Regions from separate parts of the Cyprinus carpio genome. Here region 1 is linked to region 2. Evidence: chromatin contacts called from public Hi-C data. All regions are on one chromosome and are shown on one strand. The core of a region is the stretch at or near the end of the contact, and the rest is flanking DNA. Distances in the headings are between cores, read along the strand shown.

Region 1 (5,461 bases), core at 1,571-4,070, 68 kb before region 2:
TTCCACTATGGAATAAATCAATCAATAAAAAGAGAAAAATTCTGAGAAAAAAAACCCCAGAATTTTAAGATATAAAGGTAGAATAATGAGACTTGCAATTCTGAGAAAATTCTCAGAAAAATTCTGAGCAGCAGCTGATTACTGATAAATGCTACTAAGGATAAATCAAATTGCCAACTTTCAAGGCCTCTCACACTCACTCATCACAGCTTCTCTTGGAGACGTCTAAATCTCTGACTCCACATTTCAGTTCAACTCTCCCCATGAAACAGCATGGAATACTAAAAACAGTGGAAAGTCGTACGCCTCAATTCCTCCTCCACCCTCCGCATGCTGCCAGAGGAGGCACGCGTGTACGCACTTTCCATTTCAGCAGCATTTACCCACACGCACTCCCATCAGTCCAAGCCTGATGTTTGCTGCCAAATATGTTCTCCTCACACACAGTAAAAAAATAAATAAATAAGGGGGATGGGTAAAAGACAAACATCATTCACTCCTTTACAAATTAATCTCATTCAATCAGAGGACCGTGCCTGAGATGGCATGCCAAACCCCAGCAGCTTTGACAAATCCGCAACGGCATCGCTAATCAATTCTCACCAGTGCTGTGTTCAGCAGACAGATTGTTTCTCTCTTTTTTCTTTTACAGTCTCTCATGGCTGTGACTGATGGCACAGGCACCGCCACTATGCAGCAAAAAAAAAATAAAAAAAAATGGAGAAACTCTGCAACTTCTGTTCACATCTATTTGATGTCAAGCAAAAACAGACACTCTGGCTTGAAATCTTAAATTTGTGGTTCAAAAAACATTACTGAAGCAATTATTGAAGTAATTGTAAGACACTCCTTTTTGTAATCCCAAAGGTCCGAATGCCAGGAATAAAGCTATAGATGAAAAACTACCAAATTGTGATGGTGAATGCTGAGGATCTGGCGATTAAAAGTGCTGAAGTCTGGAAGAAGACAAAGGGGGAGAAAAATCCTCACAGACTTGGATATTAACAAGAAATTACAATGAACTGTAGTTTATTTACAGGGGAAAAAATTTAAGTGTACAAAAGAATAAAACACAACAAACTTGTTATGTTTCAAAAAGACACATAATCACTCTCTAAACTGGCATCATCTGTTCAAATGAGGTGTGCAGCTCCACACCCAAACACTGACTTTAATTAATGGAGATTACACATGCAAAAGGTTCATCATAACATTGGAGATCACTGGAGGACTAGATGACAGATGAATGAGATTTCAGCCAACAAACACAAGAGTAAAAACCCTAGCCTTTAAAACGTTGCTGCTAGATATTCAACAAAGCACTTACAAGCCAGCCAGCTGCCCCATTACTTATTGATTGCTAAAGTGTTTCAGGCAGAGGTGTAACCTCATTTAGATTGGTACAGGGGAGAATTCATACTTTGCAGGAGAAATAAAGAAAACAATCTTTTTTTTCTCGCAATGGTTTTCATAAGAAACCTAAATATTTTTAGGAGCTGAAAACTGCTGCTTTAGAAGTATTTACGCGACTAAGCACCATAGTTGTTCTGATGCAGCTGTTCAAGAAAAAAAATAGATCCAGTAAAACAACGAAGGATGTCACGGTTCATCGAGTCAGTCTAGACTGCTCTGAATCTCAGAGACGGCCTGCTTTTATTGGACAATTTATCCTATCTGTTCCTCATTACAGGGTATAATGGCCAACTGTTTGGCATGCAAGCATCCAGTGACAGAGATAGAGGTGCATGCTGGGATAGCAGACATGACCGTAATAACTACACAATATACAGAGAGCATTTTGAAATTTAATGCATGTCTGTTACCACATCTATATAGTCTAAACACCCTCACATGATATAAACTCAAATAGATGAGGGAGACACACAATACGTTTAGTTCACACAGGAATGGGAAAATTTCCTGGGATATTGTTTGGCTTCATGCAAATGAGTGAGTTCTTTGAAAAGAGAATGACTATGATAACATCTGATGACTCTTATACTCTTAAAACGAAATACATTAATAGATTGCTCTGTTCCAAAACCTAGCGAGTTCCCTAAACAGCTTTTAAAGGCATTGTAGGCACTCAAAATGCAAATGCTGTTCCAAAAGGTAGGAAGCAACATTATTCTACTTTCTAAGATACCTAATTTTGGCCAAATTCTAAGACAGAAACCGAGAATCTTTTGGGAGACAATCACAGAATGCATTGCACCGAACTCAATGAAGACAAATATATGTATTTCTTCAAATGCTGAAAAGTCTTGACAAAAATAGTAGCATCCCATTAAATTGGACTTTTCTAGCCTCCTTGCTAAATTCAAACTTTATTGGAATCATACGAGTCAAATGCTATTCATGTGGCACAAGGCATTATTGCATATGTAGAGTCTTCAATTCAGCACCTTGTGAAGGTTCGTTAGAAGGCAGTGACCTAAGTAGGCAGCACATAAACTTGTTAGGTTTTAGAGAGTTACAGTGTTTTCAAGCTCTACATATTTTCCCAGGACTATCTGCATGAGTTGTGGCTGTCCCAAATTATAACGTGTCTGTACAAATTCATGATGCGCTCCAAATAAAACCAGGCTCCAAACAAACTTTGTTTCAACTTCAAGACTCTCCTGTCAACCAGGGAACAATGATATATTGAACCTTCTGTATTTCTCAGAGAGAGGCTGTCTGTAAATTGCAACATGAGTGATGAAGGGTGGAGATGGGATCTAACCACATCCTCCAGACAGGATGGGTAAAGAGGGGCCATGAGAATGACTGATCTGGGCATTCCGGTTCCGCTGGTCTTAACCTTCCTCAGTGGGCGAGAGACACCGCAACACAATAGCCCCATGGAGCTTCCCAGCCTGTGCACTCCTTAATGGGACAGATATGGGTTCTCTTACAATGCTAGTCTTTTAACAAGAAGCTCATGCATAATTTACAGCTGATAAAAACCACAACGGGGTAAGGTCACTCCAGGAACTAGGGCTCTGATCCTATTACCATTTAGCTCATGGTGAAAACCCATGATGAAGACCTGTGACTAAGGTCAATTTTAAAGGGTAATGGGTGCATTTATGTTAATCTCTCTAATTGTATAAACAGAAATGACTAGAAGGCATCCAGGAATTTCAATATTTCCACCTCCAGTGTAAAAGTGTAATCCTCCAAATCCGCCTCTAGCTTCTATGTATCTTTCCCTCCAAATTCTGCCACTGTTTTCAAAATATCTACCTGCAAATTTGCCTCCAGTTTAATGCATTTGTTTACAAATCAGCCTACAGTTTAGGGTATCTATACAACAAATCAGCTTACAGCCTTCAAGTTACCACTTCCAACCGATTGGTCTATAGTTTTCAAGGTCTATGCCTCCAAGTCAGTCTACAGATTTCAAGTTACCACCTCCAACCAACTGGTCTTTAGTTTTCCAGGTCTATTCCTCCAAGTCAGTCTACAGATTTCAAGTTCTATGCCTCCAAGTTGGTCAACAGTTTTCAAGGTCTATGCCTCCAAAATCAGTCTACGGATTTTAAGGCCTATGCTTCCAAGTTGGTCAACAGTTGTCAAGGTATCTGCCTCCAAATCAGTCTCGGATTTCAAGTTACTGCCTGAAATGTACTCTACCATTCTCAAGGTCTATGCCTCCGACTCTACAGCAGAGGTCTTCAACTTTGCTTCTGGAGACTCACTGCCCTGCAGAGTTTACCTCCAGTTCTAATCAAACACACCTAAAACAGCTAACCAAGGTCTTAAGGATCACTAGGTTGGAAATAAATTTTGCAGGAAAGTGGGTCTCCAGGAGCAGGGTTGAAGACCTAGGGTCAGTAGTTTTGGTCCAATGTACCTGCATCCAATCTGCCTTAAGTTTTTATTGTATCTGCATTCAAATGATGTTTCCAGTGTCAAAGTACAGTATCTGCCTCAAGTTTCAATGCATCTGCCTCCAGCTTCTGTGGTGCTTAAGATACAGGTACAACAAAGGGGTCAGAGTAAATCAGACCTCCTGTAGATCAGCCCAGCTGGAGAGAGCCAGAGAGAAGTGGAGTGAAAAAGCGAATGGGCAGTCAAGTGAAACAACAAAAAGGGGGGAAAAGCGAAGGACGAACACCTGCTGGGAGGTGCAGAGGGAGGTATTATGGCAGGATGTCCCAATTCATCCTCCTCTAATCCCTGTGCCTCGCCCTTCAAAAAACACCAAGCTCTGATGTTACATGTGGAGCTCTTCTGTATCATTGATTAGCTTTCAGGACAACGGCAAGAGAGAGGAGTTGGGTTTGATCCATTGGAAAGGAAACAGTGACTGGATCCTTGGGGCTCATAGGAGGTTAAGAAAGGTGGGGTGACAAAATGCTTTGGTAACCTTTATGTTACATTTCTTTACATGCAACAGCTGTTGTGAGCTGGAGTGAGGAATCAAAGGACACAATGTGATGATTATAAATGAAATATATGGATGAGATCTAATATCATGGTGGCATGTAGGAACACACATGGTTACTGGTTTACATTGCATGCAATTACATGAAGCATGTTCATGTTTAATCATTTGCATGTTGAAAAGTTTTCCAAAGTTTCCTCCACTTGATCTGCCTCCAATCACAGGAGGCAGTCACAACCTCTAACATTAAATAACCAAAGCTGTCCCTTGTGCATCAGCAGTAGAATCTTAAACACAAGCCTCTTCTGAGTGGCCAGTTGTGTTCTTTGATCTCTGTTGGTGTGATGTGAAATATTTGGTAATGTGATCTCTCTCCACAGTCCTGAGTATACAGCATGAAGTTCAAGTAAAATTGGTACTGCATGCACTCTGGGATTCTAGTGTGTGCAGTTGTTTTTAAGGCTGACTCACCTCTAAAAGAGCACCAAATTGTGCCAAACAGGAGAAGTTGGGGGGCTTCCACAAACAAAAGCACATTGGCGGTGCCAGGGGTAAAAGGGACAACCCCTCAGATGTCAGCACCTTCCCTCCCCCCTCAAGATCCCACAGCATCAAAGCATTCCACAGCGGCTGGAGTCACTCCTAATCTCAACAGCAGGCTCTAGCTCTCCCCGGATCAGATGAGTGGAGCAGGGGAGAAGCTCGCAGGGAGGGAGAAAGAGATGAATGATTGCAGGAGAGAGATGGATGGAGCCGTGAAGAGAGGGCAGGCACTGATAGACCCCGGGGGCAGAGATGTTTGAGTTTTAAGAGGGAAGAGTGGGGAGGAGGGGTGTATAAACCCTTTGTGTGCAACACTGATTCATTCGGTCTGTTTTCAGTCATATGCATGTATTAACATGGAGGCAACTTTAAGATAACAGGATGAAAAGCACAGCCCTCATGGATCCAACAAGGTGATATATAGAAAAAGAATGATCTAAATAACAGTAAGTAAAGGTATATTTTGATGTGTTGGTATGATATCTCAGACTCAGAGTCCATAGAGAGACATTTTAGATTAGATTAGATTTAGATTAATTTGGACAA
Region 2 (5,044 bases), core at 1,625-4,124:
AAAAACAGCCCTCAAAAATAATTATACAGAGAAGTTGCTTCAGACAGTGTCAAGATGGCCTTGTTTAGAGAAGCCATTAAAGGAGCTCGTCTGAAAGCAGAAGTGCCTACTTGCGCCCCTTCTGCTTTCCACACATGTCTATCAATCAGGGACGGTCTAATTGCATTTCCTTGTTTGCTCTTATTAACATCTATTATCATATTTTTTTTCTCCCTCTCTCGTTTTCCACTAAATGAATTTTAATAATATTCACAGCACATGTGAAGGAAAATGGGGTAATAAATAATAATAAATAAATAAAAAATCCCTTGCACTCATGTTCCAGGGGATATGGTTCAGCCAAGCATGTATAATTGTCTTACGCTAATTAAGGGAAGGCTGAATCCAAGGGGCCAAGAGTTGTGCAGGCCCCCGGGGACAGATCCTTCAGGTTGTTTTTGTTGTTTGCCTGACCAGATTTTAGCACAGCTGCCAGCACTGCACAGATGTGACATGAACAGCCATGTTCTGAACGGTTCCGGTCCATTCCACACGATCTACACAGAGGATCATGACCCTGACCATACTGACATGTGGTCAGTACGAGCTGTAGCAGATCCCTGTCCAACATGTAACCATACACAGATCAGTGAATGCCAAATAGATAAAATGTTATTATATTACCTGACCATGTTAAAAAGGGGGGGGGGGGACCTAAATACATATACAGAGTATATGTATATTAATAAACTTTATGATGAATTTACATTTACTACAAATTACTATTAATTACATAGATAAGGTTTCAAATGATCCCAAACTATAGATTAATTCATAAACATTGAACTGAGCATAAGCAGAAATATATATACTAATTTTTATTACTTCTCTTTTTTTTTTTTTACTTCCAATACATTTCTAGGTCTCAATGACGTTGGGTTTCCTGTATATACATTTCCTTTTCTTATAATTTAAAATAAATAATATTGGTGATAAACCAGAGAACCATGTTTATGTGCTTTTCTCCAATGCAACCAAAGCTTATCCTGACAACCTTTTGAAAAATTATTTTAAGAATGCGCAATTGTTTTAACTGAATCATTCTTCTTAAAGTCACCACGTGGTGGGATAGACTACTTTTGTCATCACTTTCATTTCCCTCGTCAGTGAACAAAAGTAATTCCGTCACACTGCTGCATTAACAATACGAGACGGCTTAAGTTGAACAAAAGCACGCAAAGATAGACAATTCCCATCACCTTTATGGAAAGCGATAAGATGTCATGAGCATTGCCGATAAAGTGCGTGGAAACTGCCCCCGTGGTGCGTCATCATAACCTAAACCCTCGCAATATCTGTTTCACTCATTTTAACCTGTTGCTGATGGACTAAAACATATTCAGTAAGACATTTAAAGCGGAAAGATAATTCCCAGGTAGCAAAATGTTGTTCTTGGGGGAAGGAAAAAAAAAAGTTAAATGAGGTCACGTGACAAACCAAATTGGTTGCACGAGCTAACCCTTTCACGCGCCAGCGGGAATTTATTTCTCGGCGCTGGCTTGGTTTGATAGGAAAATAAAGTAAGGACATGAGCGATAAAGGAAGTAACAACAGTCTCGCAAACTACGACAAAAGAAACTCTTCCTCAACTACAGGTAAAGCTCTGGAAAACTCGGGCTAAGAGTCAGTCAGTTCTTTGAGGGTTAACTGATACGAGGTTTGCTCGGCCGTCTCTGAGGAGACTCGGGCTTTTGTTATGGTAGTCTTGCTTAATTCCGCTCCCGAGGAGACCAAATCACTAGCCAGAAAGTTCAAGCCCTATAAAGTCCCCGGTTCTCCAGTTATACTACGACAAGTTCGCCGGTTCACTAACCCATCGTGCTGGAGACACGGTAAAATGGTCGCTTTGCTTTAAACGCGAACCTCTGCAATGCGACTGGTTATATCCCACTATAAATGACACCCAATGCGTTTAATCTAATAAGTTGTGTATTATTAATATTTAACCAGTTTAAACAATAAAACGTGCAGAAACTCTCCGAGAAAAAGCAAGCAAAAAAGAGTTTCAGCCACAGTAATACCCACAATGCTGGCTGCTGTTCAAGCTAATGTTTTCGAGTCGAGCATTGTGCTTAAATTGAAAAAACTTAAGACAATTCACTCTTCTGAATCTTAAATAAATTTACACTACATCGGCCACCACTTTGGAGTCGTCTCAGTCGTCAAGAGCAGAGGAAATGCTTTCCTTGCACAGTTTGAAAACATTTAAGAGCCCATTGCTTACACTTGAAGAAGAACGAGTTACACCCGAGATAAACAAATCAAATATGCCAGGGGAACTGGGATAGTTGCTTTTATACCACGTATTCCTGCAGAATTCAGTTCGGGGAAACAAATCCCGGAATAAAAGAGGGCGATATGGTTGTCCTCGCGGCTTTGAGACGGAAAGCAATGAAGAGCAAACAAAGCCGTTCTGATCACAATGATGTTTTAACGCTGGAGTTTGTTTGGTACTAAAAAACCCAAAACAAAACGCGTCCAGGTTTGCAAATGAGTTCTGTAAGCTAACAGCTGTTGTGCAAAACATAAACATCCCCAATGAGGATACCAGGGGAAAAGCGAGGAAGATCTACGTCTGTGCAACTACAGAAAAAAACCATTTAAATATATTCAAGTGTTGTGCACGTAGTGCGGTGCATTTACGCCTGGTTTTCAAATCCAGACTAAATAAAACAAGAGCCATCCATGGTCAAAGTTTACGCATTTAACATCAACACAAGCGCGAGACCATGGAACAAACTTAAGGTCAGCCGCATACAAACAATCGCTACTTACGTATTTCTTGTGAATGATATTCCTCTTAGGTCTTTCCTTGCTCATTCTGCAAAAAAAAATTAATTATTAATTAAAGAAACAACACACGAATTAACTTACTGACTCCATCCATTCTTTTCCCCCCGGAGCAATGCGATTTAAATCCCCTGTAGTTCGCTTGGCTGTGCAGAATTCCCTCTTCGATCGCTGATGATTCCTGGTAGAATCGTGGAATTACCCAAAATCAGGGATCCATCGCCAAGGGTAAAGGGAAAAATAAACAATCACATCGGCATACCATAGTTAAAACCATCAGCCACAATAACTTCCATCAGTGATGTTCATCCCGGCTCTTTAAAAGCATGTAGGTTTATTCAAATGAGGATGTAAATGTTCGGTGGGGAGTTACATCTTGTTTTGAAAAGGCTTATCAGAGGAGCGGATGAAATAAATAAAAAACTAAAAAAGGAAAAGGGTTCGTGGTACGTTTTGGCTGGAGCTAGCAGACGGTGAGTGAACTCTCCAGCAGCACCACATCTGATTCTGAACACAAGGCGAAGCTTCTTTCTTTAAGCAGCCTCACACCCCGACAGCACGCTCAGCGGTAACTTTAAAAGGACGCCTGCCTTAAGGGAGCGTCGCAAAATGACCCCACGGGGTCACAAAAACGAACACTAGTCTACTTCAAAGTTACTGGATAAAAGAATGGGATATTCAGTCAACAGCATTGATTCAGTGTGAAGAAGGAAGAGCGGTTAAACATTTTCCAGCTCCAATGGATACAAGACAGCTGACAGATGCAGGTTTTGAGCAGTTTTAAGCAGCGTTAGGAATTCTCACTCGCCCCTTTGTAAGACTCCTCTGCTCTCTAGAGATGTTTGTGTTCATCGTGGGGGGTGGGGGGACACGGTCTGTTTCTTTTCTCCACGGTAGACCTGTTTTCATATTTAAACAGTTTTGACTAATTGTTAAAAAACATTTTACTATTTATAATTAAAAGCGACATTTACCTAACACAGTACTGTGTAATGTTACTAGTAAAACTCCCTAAACAAGTAGATTCTTTTCAACTGTAGTGTACAACACTAAATGACATTAACATCTTTCCCAAACAGTTGCTCATTAATGAGTTGATAGTTCTGACTATATTCCCTGATTTTGTATCTATACTTTTATATATTTCTTGGTTGAATGCTTTTCAGTCGAACTCTTAGAAGGGCCAACATGCCAAAGCAAACACTGCAAGATAGAGGATGTTGGTGTGCACACATTTTAAAGGCTCACAGTTACTTGTTCTTTGCACTGTTTGTGTGTACTTTAAACAAGTAATACCAGATTTTGTTAGGCAATTATTAAATCATTCTTTACCATGGTTGATTTTGCATGATTTCCAAAGGTAATTCTGTAACTACTTTGAGCCAGTGTTATTTTAGTATCACTGAGATACTATTATAGTTTGTATTAATATTTTGAATCAGTTAATACTTGAATGTATCCTTTTTTAACTTGTTACATTTATAATGATTTTTTTTTGTCTGTTATTTTTAGTAGTTTTAGTTATGTTAGTACATCAAGTTAAACTAAATTAAAATGAGAAATGTTACATTTGCAACTAGCTGAAATAAAACTTATTTTTTTTGTATTTTATATTATTCAGTTGATGTTTATGTTATGTAAGTAATGGAAATATTTTATATATTTAATTTTGTTTTTTTATTTTTCAATTTAGTTTTAATTAATTATAATAACTCTTCTTGGGGCCTGTCTAAAGAGCATCGGTGGGCACATGATCTGAGGGTTTCTTATTCACCGACTGAAAAAATGCAAAAACTGTGAAGGTGAGTGTTAGTGTGCATTAGACGTAAGGTTTATTAAATTAACACACTTCTGGTAATTGAACAAAAAGTGAAATGAATCTGTAGAAATGAGTCACAATCAGATCTTGAAACAATGACAGGAATCTGAGAGGACTGCTTAAGTAATTCACAAAACAAGTTTGTCACACCAAACAAGAATATTCACATTTTTTGTCATCATGGGTGATAATGGAATAACCCTTGCATAGAAACTAAATCATGACAGATGAAGATAAACCTGGCATTTATTTATAAAGATGCACCATTTAGCATCTGTGTGTGCATAATCCAAGATCTTAGCCTACAACTTAACTCTATTCAGAGCTGCTTTCCAGTTTAAGGTTATAATAATGTCTAAATGTTTTTATATTATAATGAAAGTATATTTTATAAAA

What was found. Hi-C and Micro-C count contacts between places; a contact is called where the count stands out from the background.
Region 1: a contact with region 2 is called in a Hi-C map of red blood cells, with 1.7 times the contacts expected there. The contact joins the enhancer-like site here to the promoter of LOC109093762 in region 2. A contact is called at or near these places in 4 of 8 Hi-C or Micro-C datasets (liver, red blood cells and skeletal muscle).

Annotation. Positions count from the first base shown.
Region 1 is chrA19:15,284,735-15,290,195 of ASM1834038v1, reverse strand. The region is part of intron 3 of LOC109093762 (protein Jumonji-like); the gene reads right to left. Among protein-coding and RNA genes, the nearest start is that of LOC109093761, 65 kb to the left of the region's middle. Within about 2 kb of position 2,820, at least 1 of the 8 cell types and tissues checked has an H3K27ac peak or open chromatin away from gene starts, as enhancers often do.
Region 2 is chrA19:15,217,289-15,222,332 of ASM1834038v1, reverse strand. LOC109093762 (protein Jumonji-like) reads right to left here and starts at 2,874. Exons shown (of 18, transcript XM_042776727.1): 1 at 2,815-2,874. The coding sequence starts at 2,859. It overlaps LOC122148816 (a long non-coding RNA gene), which reads right to left and starts at 3,649. Exons shown (of 2, transcript XR_006162639.1): 1 at 3,092-3,649; 2 at 2,936-3,010.